Linked DNA regions of Sus scrofa: all the other regions are linked to region 1. A link is a contact called in public Hi-C data. All regions are on one chromosome and are shown on one strand. The core of a region is the stretch at or near the end of the contact, and the rest is flanking DNA. Distances in the headings are between cores, read along the strand shown. Region 1 holds the start of TNIK (TRAF2 and NCK-interacting protein kinase). Region 2 overlaps PLD1 (phospholipase D1). Region 3 overlaps TNIK (TRAF2 and NCK-interacting protein kinase).

Region 1 (2,700 bases), core at 75-2,574:
ATGCACAATGCATATTAATAAACACAAGATTATTAACAAAAACAGCAGAGCGCATACCGAACGTTTGAAAATCTGATATCTGCAGTCTTGATGAACTAACTGCATTGGCTCCCATTCATTCATCTAAAAGCTTATTCTGAAGCTGATATTCACACTACTCGATTTAAAAACCCTCAGGGCATTTGGCTAGAAGAAAATTCTCTTCTTAAAGGAGGTGGAGAAAATGCTTTCAAAGCTACCGCTGTATTGGGGGAAAAGTTCAATTTTAGCATTTCATCCTATGGATTTCGCGTGGACAAGGCCAGAGAGGAAGGGCTGTGCGAGGGGACTGGGGGAAATGACTTCACACTCCAGATTACAGAATATCATGTTTACCACTGTAAACGTTCAGCCTTTAGAGGAGAAAGAGGGTGGAGGGGAATCGCTCTCAGCCGTAGGTCTTCTGTGTTACATCTTAGCCGACAGCCAAACTTTCTCTATCAGTCTGGGTAGGTCAGCAGCGGAAAAGCCTCCTGAAAGGAAAATGCTGGGTGCTAAGGCGGCGCGTGCTGCCTTAGCCAGTGTTGGCTTCGGAGTTACCTGAAGCAGTCAAGTCACTGCACCCGGAGAAAAATTCTCGTTTCAATTCGGTCGTTTCCGTGCGGGAATTGCGGCATGGGTAGGTTCTGGGTGTGGCGAGGCCCAAAGGAAGCTCAGATCTGCTAGCTTTCCCGCTTCTGGCAAACCTTCCTAACCCTGAGGCGGCGAGTGACCTGCCCTCGATAACTGCCCTCCGGGATCCCGGGGGCCCTGGCGGTCTCGACCCAGCGGCAGTTGCAATTTGGAGAAGCCCGGGGCTGGGCGCCCTGCGAGAGTGCGCGTCTCCCCGATTTGTTCCGCGGCTGGAGGCGGATCCTCTTCCCTCCACACAAGTCCTTATATGCACCGGTTGCACCAGCCCGCGCTACTCCAACCCCACAAATAATTAATGGGGGAGGGAGGGCATCGCTCTTTTCTTTTTTCCCTTCTGGATTTTTTTTTTTCAGCGCTAAAGCAATTGAACCCTGCCGAGAACCCCTCAAAATGAGACTGAAGGGCCATTTTGCTGCAGCGCACGAACTGGACACACGAAAATAAAGCCCCCTTGTCCCTACGATAAGCGAGGCATGGTTCAGGAACAGCTTTTCAGAACCAGCCCGATTAGCCTGCAAATGCCTGGGCTGAAAGGGTGAGTGCCCCTCCCCCACCCACGTTGGTGCAGAGGGACCGGGTCAGGAAGCGCGGCCTCTCCCGAGTCGGAGACCACGCCTCCTCCACCTCCCCCACCCCCACCTCCTCCTTTACTCCTCCCAGGAAGCGGTGATAGACAGTTCTGTGTGGTTCTCCACGCCCCCCCCCACCCCAGCTGAGTGGAGGAGTTGATGTGTCTCATTATAACAGCCAATGCAGCCGCCATCCACGCACAAGCAAAGAAGCATGTCCCATTTAAATACACCCACGCAGCCCCAGCGCCCTTAGCCGATCAGGGCGCGCAGCCCACACGCACCGCGGCTCCGGGCTTGGAGATCCGTGCAGGTTGGGCTCCCGGACTAGTGGACCGACGCGCGGAAGATCGCGTTCAGGCGCTGTGGGGCCGGGGTGGGCGGGGGAGGCTGGGCCCCGGGCCTCTGGCTCCACACCCGCATGAGGACGCGAGTGAAATAGACCAAGGTGGAATTTCTAAGGGAGAAGCTTCGGGGTGGTTTTGGTCCATTTCTCCCGCGAAGAAGTCGACATGGCGAGCGACTCCCCGGCTCGCAGCCTGGATGAAATCGATCTCTCGGCTTTGAGGGTGAGCAGAACATGTTTTCCGATTTCTTTCCAGTGTTTTGGGTCACGGTGAATTGAATGGGCTCCGTGTGTGTACTGGGGCTGTGGCTGGTGGGCAGAGACGGGCGAATGCGACGCGAGGGAACCTGGGTTCTAATTTTGATTCGGGGATCTGCTGAGGTGTTCCTGGCTAGCCCCCCACGGCAGGGGCTGTACGGTTCGTGTCCACCTTCGGTGGTAGCCAAGGCGCTCCCAAGAACGCGTGGAGATTATGCCAGTTTCATCTTAGACCGGTGTAAGAGCATTAAAAGGAAAGGCTCGTGTGTGTGTGTGTGTGTGTGTGTGTGTGTGTGTACAAGCCCCGGACGGTCGTCTAGTGCCAAGGCTCTAGATCCCACTATCTCTTTCTGCAAAAAGAATAACAGCGTGAATAAAGGCACTGGCCCCTCACGTTTTTCGGCTACCTCCAAGATGACATTGTGAGCCTGGCTGTCCCCACGAAGCCGAACCTGCCGCTCCAAGGGGACAGCTATTGCTATGCTGGTTTTGTAGATGGCACCTGCCTCCCCTCTTCCCCCTTTTCTGCCATTGGTGCCCAGACTCCCTCTCAGCGCTATCCTAAATGCCGGTCTGCCACTCACCTTTATTTATGGTTTTAACTCAGCCCTGCCTATGCCTTCTGACTTTGTGGCTATGACATTTCAGTTTTATGGCTGAACTTAAGCAGGTGAAAGGGATGTGTTCTCTGCTTTGCCCCCATCAGACCGGAACTCCTAGGAGAGAGAGGGAGAGAGAGTGTGTGTGTGTGTGTTTTCTCCGTGTCTGTGGCCAGTCCTTTGTAAAGCACCTGTCTCCCCCCAGCTCCCCTGGTTTGCATTTATCCTCACGTGAATTGCCTCAGACGCCGTTTCA
Region 2 (2,700 bases), core at 96-2,595, 270 kb before region 1:
TATATTCTGAGGTTTAACTATTTCAGTTTTTCCTTAATTTGGCCACCAGGTGGGGCACTGGCTCCTTTATAACGTCTGGACAGACCGGCTAGAGTTTGGTTTCCTCACTGAGATGGCTGACTTGCCCCTCCTCATTCTGAAGGGACCCCCTGGAGAAACTGTTGAGCCTTGTCTCTGGGAGTAGGTGGGGGAAACTGGTTGGGCCAGTGTTAGATCTGAGGGAATCTCAGGGCTTTTCAGGCCTGATCTTGTTGGGTTAGTAATAATAGTGGCTTACATTTCATAGGTTTTGAGTAACTTGAATTTTGCCAGAAATACATGTAAACCTACTTGGCAACAAGTGAATCAAGTTTTCCTCAGATTATCTGGTCCCATCTTGATGGCTCAAAAGAAACGTTAAATGTGGCAACCTTGACTGTTATGTTAAACAGGTCTTATTTAAATAAAATAGAAATTGTGGAAGCAAACCATTGCATTTAAAACTGTTCTTGGAGGTGAAAACTAGGGGAAAATTGTGTATAATGCGAATACTTAATGTTAAAAAGCAGATTATGAATTTTTGCTTTTTCTTCAGCAATATGCTGAAACATTATTGACTGTTTTAAGATATCAATGCCTTATGGAATTATCAATTACATTTTTCTAGAATGAAAAACAAATTTAAATTTCTTGCTTTGAAACCCTCATAAGTCATAGTAAGTCCCAATTTAAACCATAAAAAAACTACAAAACTCCCAGCCAAATTTACCACCCCCCAAACTTTTAAATTTTATAATCTACCTGTAGATGGTAAAACTGAATTAGGAGTGATTACCAGATTTATAGACACTAAGTCAGAATCGGAAGTTAGAAGGCTCTTTGATAAGCATTCCTCTTAAACTTGATTTTTAGAGTTTAGTGATTAATTAGGTTTCATGCTTATGTAATGTATTATAAAAATCTAGAACTAGTGGTAGTATGTGACTGTGATTCTCAGAAATAATAATTTCATGTGTCCCTTTTAGGCAATGTGAAATTATACTGCTATATGTCCCATCACCACCACTGCCAACTTGGGCAATAATATACAACTCGTTTATTGGCCCTAAGGGAGGGCAGACTGTATTCTTCTTGTTTAAAATGAATGAGTTGCTTTAGTACAGCGACTGAGAGGAGAGAAGGGAGTGAGAGTGCTCTTTGTTTAAGTTGGTGTGTTACAGTTTTCTTGGGCAGCAAGTATGAAAATGAAGCCCAAGCCTTAGCTCATTCTGCATGCGGGTTTTCTTTCTCACAGCAGCCCAGTGTCTATTTAACATATGGGAGTGGTTTCATGTTCATTACTAAAGCTTATAGGCTAAAGTGCTTTGTGGGCTTGGCTATGACTTAAGTTGCCTTTGGGGAGTCAGCCAGAAAACGGGGCTTGGGAACAGCCTGTCTGTGGACTCTCTGGGTAGTCAGTTTTTTTCCCCTCTCAGCTTTCAGCTGCTTTGGAGATTAGTTTCATAGTAAAGATTCTTTCTTTAAAGCAATATGAAGCGACTGCTTGCACAGGGGCACCAGGTTAGTAAATAACGTTTTGAACTTTCTGCTGCACAGGTCAGACTTTCTTTCTGTCCTCACAGGCGAAAACATGACAGTCAGCAGAGTGTTTGTGCTGTTGCTGTATTCTTTTAGAAAAGCGTATGAGTTCGTTGATCCTATGGAGGTTTGGGGGTTATGGCTCTCCTTATAACATATGCATTGTTGGACAGTAGATCATGCAGGTAGAAGCCGAGAGGAAATGACATGTATGTGCTGGATGTGCGGTCTAGAGAACAGTTCTTGTTTGTATGCATTCCCGGTTCCTTTTTCAGAATTCCTTTCTTGGTGTCTCCCCATTATATCTTCTAGGAATAACTATGCTCTTAAACACAGTTAATTTTACTTTTTGGGACATTAAGCAGCAGCACATTGCACCCCAGCCCGCGGTGTCGACCCTCACACACTTGTGCATGCTTGCCTGATCCATGGTTTTTCTCTGGGCCCTACTGCTTATAGTGACAGGGAACCAGAATATCATTTCAATTTTCTCTTTGAAAAGTCTGGCATTTTTCTAGAATGCCTCAGAAAATACCTGCACGACCGTTGCTGTGGACAGAGCATACAGATGGATTAAACTGGACTGAATCCCTTCCCTTGTCGTCACTGTTTTTATTCTTAAGGGATTCCTCCCAATCTGAGATGACTCTAGGAACAAACACGACTGTCAAGACGGAGTGTGCCTTGTAAGGCATAAAAGTATCGCTAATAATATGAAAGTAAAATTAAGTCAATAAAGCAAAGTATCAAGAGAATATCTTCCTTAATTTCAGTAACTTCAGCATCTAGAGAGCGATGTTACCTTTGTTCATTTGTCACGAAAGCAACCCAGCGTGAAATTGTTCCACAAGAGTAGTTCGATTTGATGGTGTTTTCAAGTTTGCAACACTTTATGAAGTAGATCGGCTTTTATGTTATTTTAAATATGCTTTAGTTCAAGGTAGGCACTAGTGTCTTAAAGTATATTAAGATGCTTCTATTATTGCCATTTTCATCTCTTTTTTTCTCCCCCAAAGGGAAATACAGTGTTTCAGAGAGGGTCTGTTCTCTTATGTTCTCTTCTGTTGGAAAATATAAAATTGAGGGAGAAAGGAGACAGAAGTAGGTACTTAAAAATTTTTGAGGTGATTTGCTAAACTTTAA
Region 3 (2,700 bases), core at 133-2,632, 300 kb after region 1:
TTGTTAGGTGTGGGTATTGGGGATTGGAATGTACAGTCTATTAAGTCTGAATCTCATTTTTAAATTGGGTGTGATTTATTTATCATCCCCTAATGAATAGTTGAGCACTTTATAAAAAAGCACGCTCTTCCTTCTAGTTGCAAGCAGGAAAAAAGAGAACTTCCATTTGCATTCTTGGTGAATATTTAATAGCTTTCTGTCTTCCTTTGGTTTTGCGCTTATCTTTTTAGTACTGATTTTCTACCTAGAAGAGTACCGTGTGGAGTTTGTCTATTTATTTATGCAGGTTAACCTTACTCACTTCAGTTTATTCCATTATTTTGTTATGGTTTTGTTGTTGTTATTGTTTTTTGCAAGGTCCCTCCTTAGATGATATCACATTAGCACCTCTACAGAGTAACCTGATGGCTAGAAAGAGGGCATATTAAATAATACCTTCTTGGGAGTTACCTTTGTGGGTCAGCAGTAATGAACCCAACTAGTATCCATGAGGAATTGGGTTCGATCCCTGGCACCACTTAATCCCTGGGTTAAGGACCCGGCGTTGCAGTGAACTGTGGTGTAGGTTGCAGAAAGCGGTTCAGATCTGGTGTTGCTGTAGCTGTGTTATAGGCCAGCAGCTGTAGTTCCAATTCAACCCCTAGTCTGGGAACTTCCATATGCCACGGGTGTGGCCCTAGAAAGAGAAAAAATCTCTCCAAGTCTTCCTTTCTGTCCCTTACAAGGACGTATTTGAACATAGCCACATTACAGCTCTTGTCCAGAACTCTCAGCCAATAATCACTCATGCATTCATTTGTCAAGCATGCAGTGTGCTTGTGATACAAAGATGGCTCAATTATGTCCCAGCTCTGGGGAGAATTTCCAGTGTAGGGGAAGCAGAAATGTGGGCTGAAGGACCTAGAGGGAGGTACCATTTCTAGTCCACAGTGTTGCCAATCCTGATACATCCCCCGCTGACCCCAAGCATGGCAGGTGACTTTTATTTCTATGTTAAATGATTTAAAAGTTCGATCATTGCCTAGAAATTTAAGGTGGAAAAAAAGACCAATAATTTAGTACTACTTTGAAAAACACAGAGTGCAATGTGTTTTTTGACTCGGGCAATCATGGAGAGCAGTGCGTATACCAGTGCCCTCTCACATCTGAATCCTGAAGAACATGCCTGCCGCTGTGTTCCATGTGGTGAGGACACTTTTCCAGCCTGAAAACTGTGTATCTCGCCTGCTGGGAAGTGTGGGAAAGCTGGCTGTTGATCTTCTCCTGTAACTCCCGAATTCTCCACAGGGGGGCAACAGAGAGCACAAAATGGTTGCATTCCTGAGCAGGGCTGGGACACTGAGAAGAGTGACTCTGGTTCCCCCATGGACTCTGAGGACAACGTGCAGTGCTGCCAGTGGAACACCTGGGAAAGGCATGCTATAGAGTCATGAGCTTAATTATTTATGATGCTGAACAATTTCTAGAAACTTTCAGCAAGAACACGCATGCCCAACTCCTGAATCATAGCTGAAGTCCACCATTAACTTCTACCACGTTGTGAACTTTACCCTAAATGCTGGTGTCACTCGCCAGCTTTCCCCAGCCCCGAGGAATCTCTGGGACAGGGTTTATTCCTGAGGAAACGATGCCTTTCTAGAAGGAGATAAATTTGCTTATGAACTTAGCCCCTTAAAGTTAGTTTTTCCAGTCGGTGGATTAATAGCAGACATGCGCACACATCCTATTTTTATTCTTGGAAAGCAGAGTTCCAAAGTGACTGAAATCACCAATGAAAAAACATGCCGTATAAGAATCTTGCTCATTTCTACAAAGTGTACTCCCCCTTACCTCTTCCACCCTGGTTTTACTTTTCCCAGCTTGCATTTTCTTCCTCATTTAGACAACTCACCTCAGTGTCCCCTGACATATAGTATGCTATTAGGTTTTCACTGATTGCCTACCTCCCTGAACTATCCTTTCCCAAGAATGATTTTCTCCTAGTTCTTGAAGATCTAGCTCTGGTTCCTTCAGTCCAACAGACCTTCCAAACAGTGGTTCTCATCAGGGTCTTTCTCTTCTCTGATGCCTATTGGTCTTCCATGTGATATTCTGTATAAACTGCGGAAAAAACGCTTTCACAATGTAACTGCCATGCACTGCCTGAGCTATGATGGTGATGGTGCCTTTGAACTCCTAATGTCTAATGAAAAGCTAGACCTACTTTGTGATTGGTTGACCCCTACATAGCTGATTGGACCTTTTTTTTTTCATTCTAGCATTTCAGAAAATATAAGCTTGCTTTTCTACGGATTGTCTTTTTACGTATGGGTTCATCTCTTCTGTTTGGCAGGTCAAAAAAATTCCAGTCCTTTATTGAGAGCTGCTTGGTAAAGAATCACAGCCAGAGACCCGCAACAGAACAACTGATGAAGCATCCGTTTATCCGCGATCAACCTAATGAACGACAGGTCCGCATCCAGCTCAAGGACCATATTGATAGAACAAAGAAGAAGCGGGGAGAGAAAGGTGAGATGCTCACCTGTATTTCAGCAAGGGAAACAAAAGACAGAATGAGTCACAGGCCCTTGGTGTATTGGGAGGTGACTGCAGAATTTCCAAGAGGGCTGCATTATTCTTTAAGTATTCTTTTTTTTTTTTTTTTTTTTTTTTTTTGTCTTTTGTCTTTTGTCCTTTTAGGGCCGCACCCAAGGCATATGG

Evidence for each region. A called contact is a pair of places that touch in the nucleus more often than the background predicts.
Region 2: a contact with region 1 is called in a Hi-C map of skeletal muscle, with 5 times the contacts expected there. The contact joins the enhancer-like site here to the promoter of TNIK in region 1. A contact is called at or near these places in 3 of 47 Hi-C or Micro-C datasets (fetal heart ventricle, heart right ventricle and skeletal muscle) and 1 of 2 datasets of contacts at active chromatin or transcription factors (alveolar macrophages).
Region 3: a contact with region 1 is called in a Hi-C map of liver, with 4 times the contacts expected there. The contact joins the enhancer-like site here to the promoter of TNIK in region 1. A contact is called at or near these places in 1 of 5 promoter capture datasets (liver), 5 of 47 Hi-C or Micro-C datasets (brain, fetal heart ventricle, heart right ventricle and 2 more) and 2 of 2 datasets of contacts at active chromatin or transcription factors (alveolar macrophages and skeletal muscle).

Annotation. Positions count from the first base shown.
Region 1 is chr13:110,050,969-110,053,668 of Sscrofa11.1, reverse strand. TNIK (TRAF2 and NCK-interacting protein kinase) reads left to right here and starts at 1,324. Exons shown (of 30, transcript XM_021071173.1): 1 at 1,324-1,810. The coding sequence starts at 1,754. LOC106507999 (a long non-coding RNA gene) reads right to left here and starts at 1,193. Exons shown (of 6, transcript XR_002338109.1): 1 at 580-1,193.
Region 2 is chr13:110,325,411-110,328,110 of Sscrofa11.1, reverse strand. All of the region lies in intron 1 of PLD1 (phospholipase D1), which reads left to right. Among named protein-coding and RNA genes, the nearest start is that of PLD1, 50 kb to the left of the region's middle. Within about 2 kb of position 1,345, at least 44 of the 83 cell types and tissues checked have an H3K27ac peak or open chromatin away from gene starts, as enhancers often do. A contact at or near this core is called in alveolar macrophages and skeletal muscle, where this site is marked.
Region 3 is chr13:109,747,698-109,750,397 of Sscrofa11.1, reverse strand. TNIK (TRAF2 and NCK-interacting protein kinase) reads left to right here. Exons shown (of 30, transcript XM_021071173.1): 10 at 2,333-2,508. Among named protein-coding and RNA genes, the nearest start is that of SLC2A2, 130 kb to the right of the region's middle. Within about 2 kb of position 1,382, at least 17 of the 83 cell types and tissues checked have an H3K27ac peak or open chromatin away from gene starts, as enhancers often do. A contact at or near this core is called in liver, where this site is marked.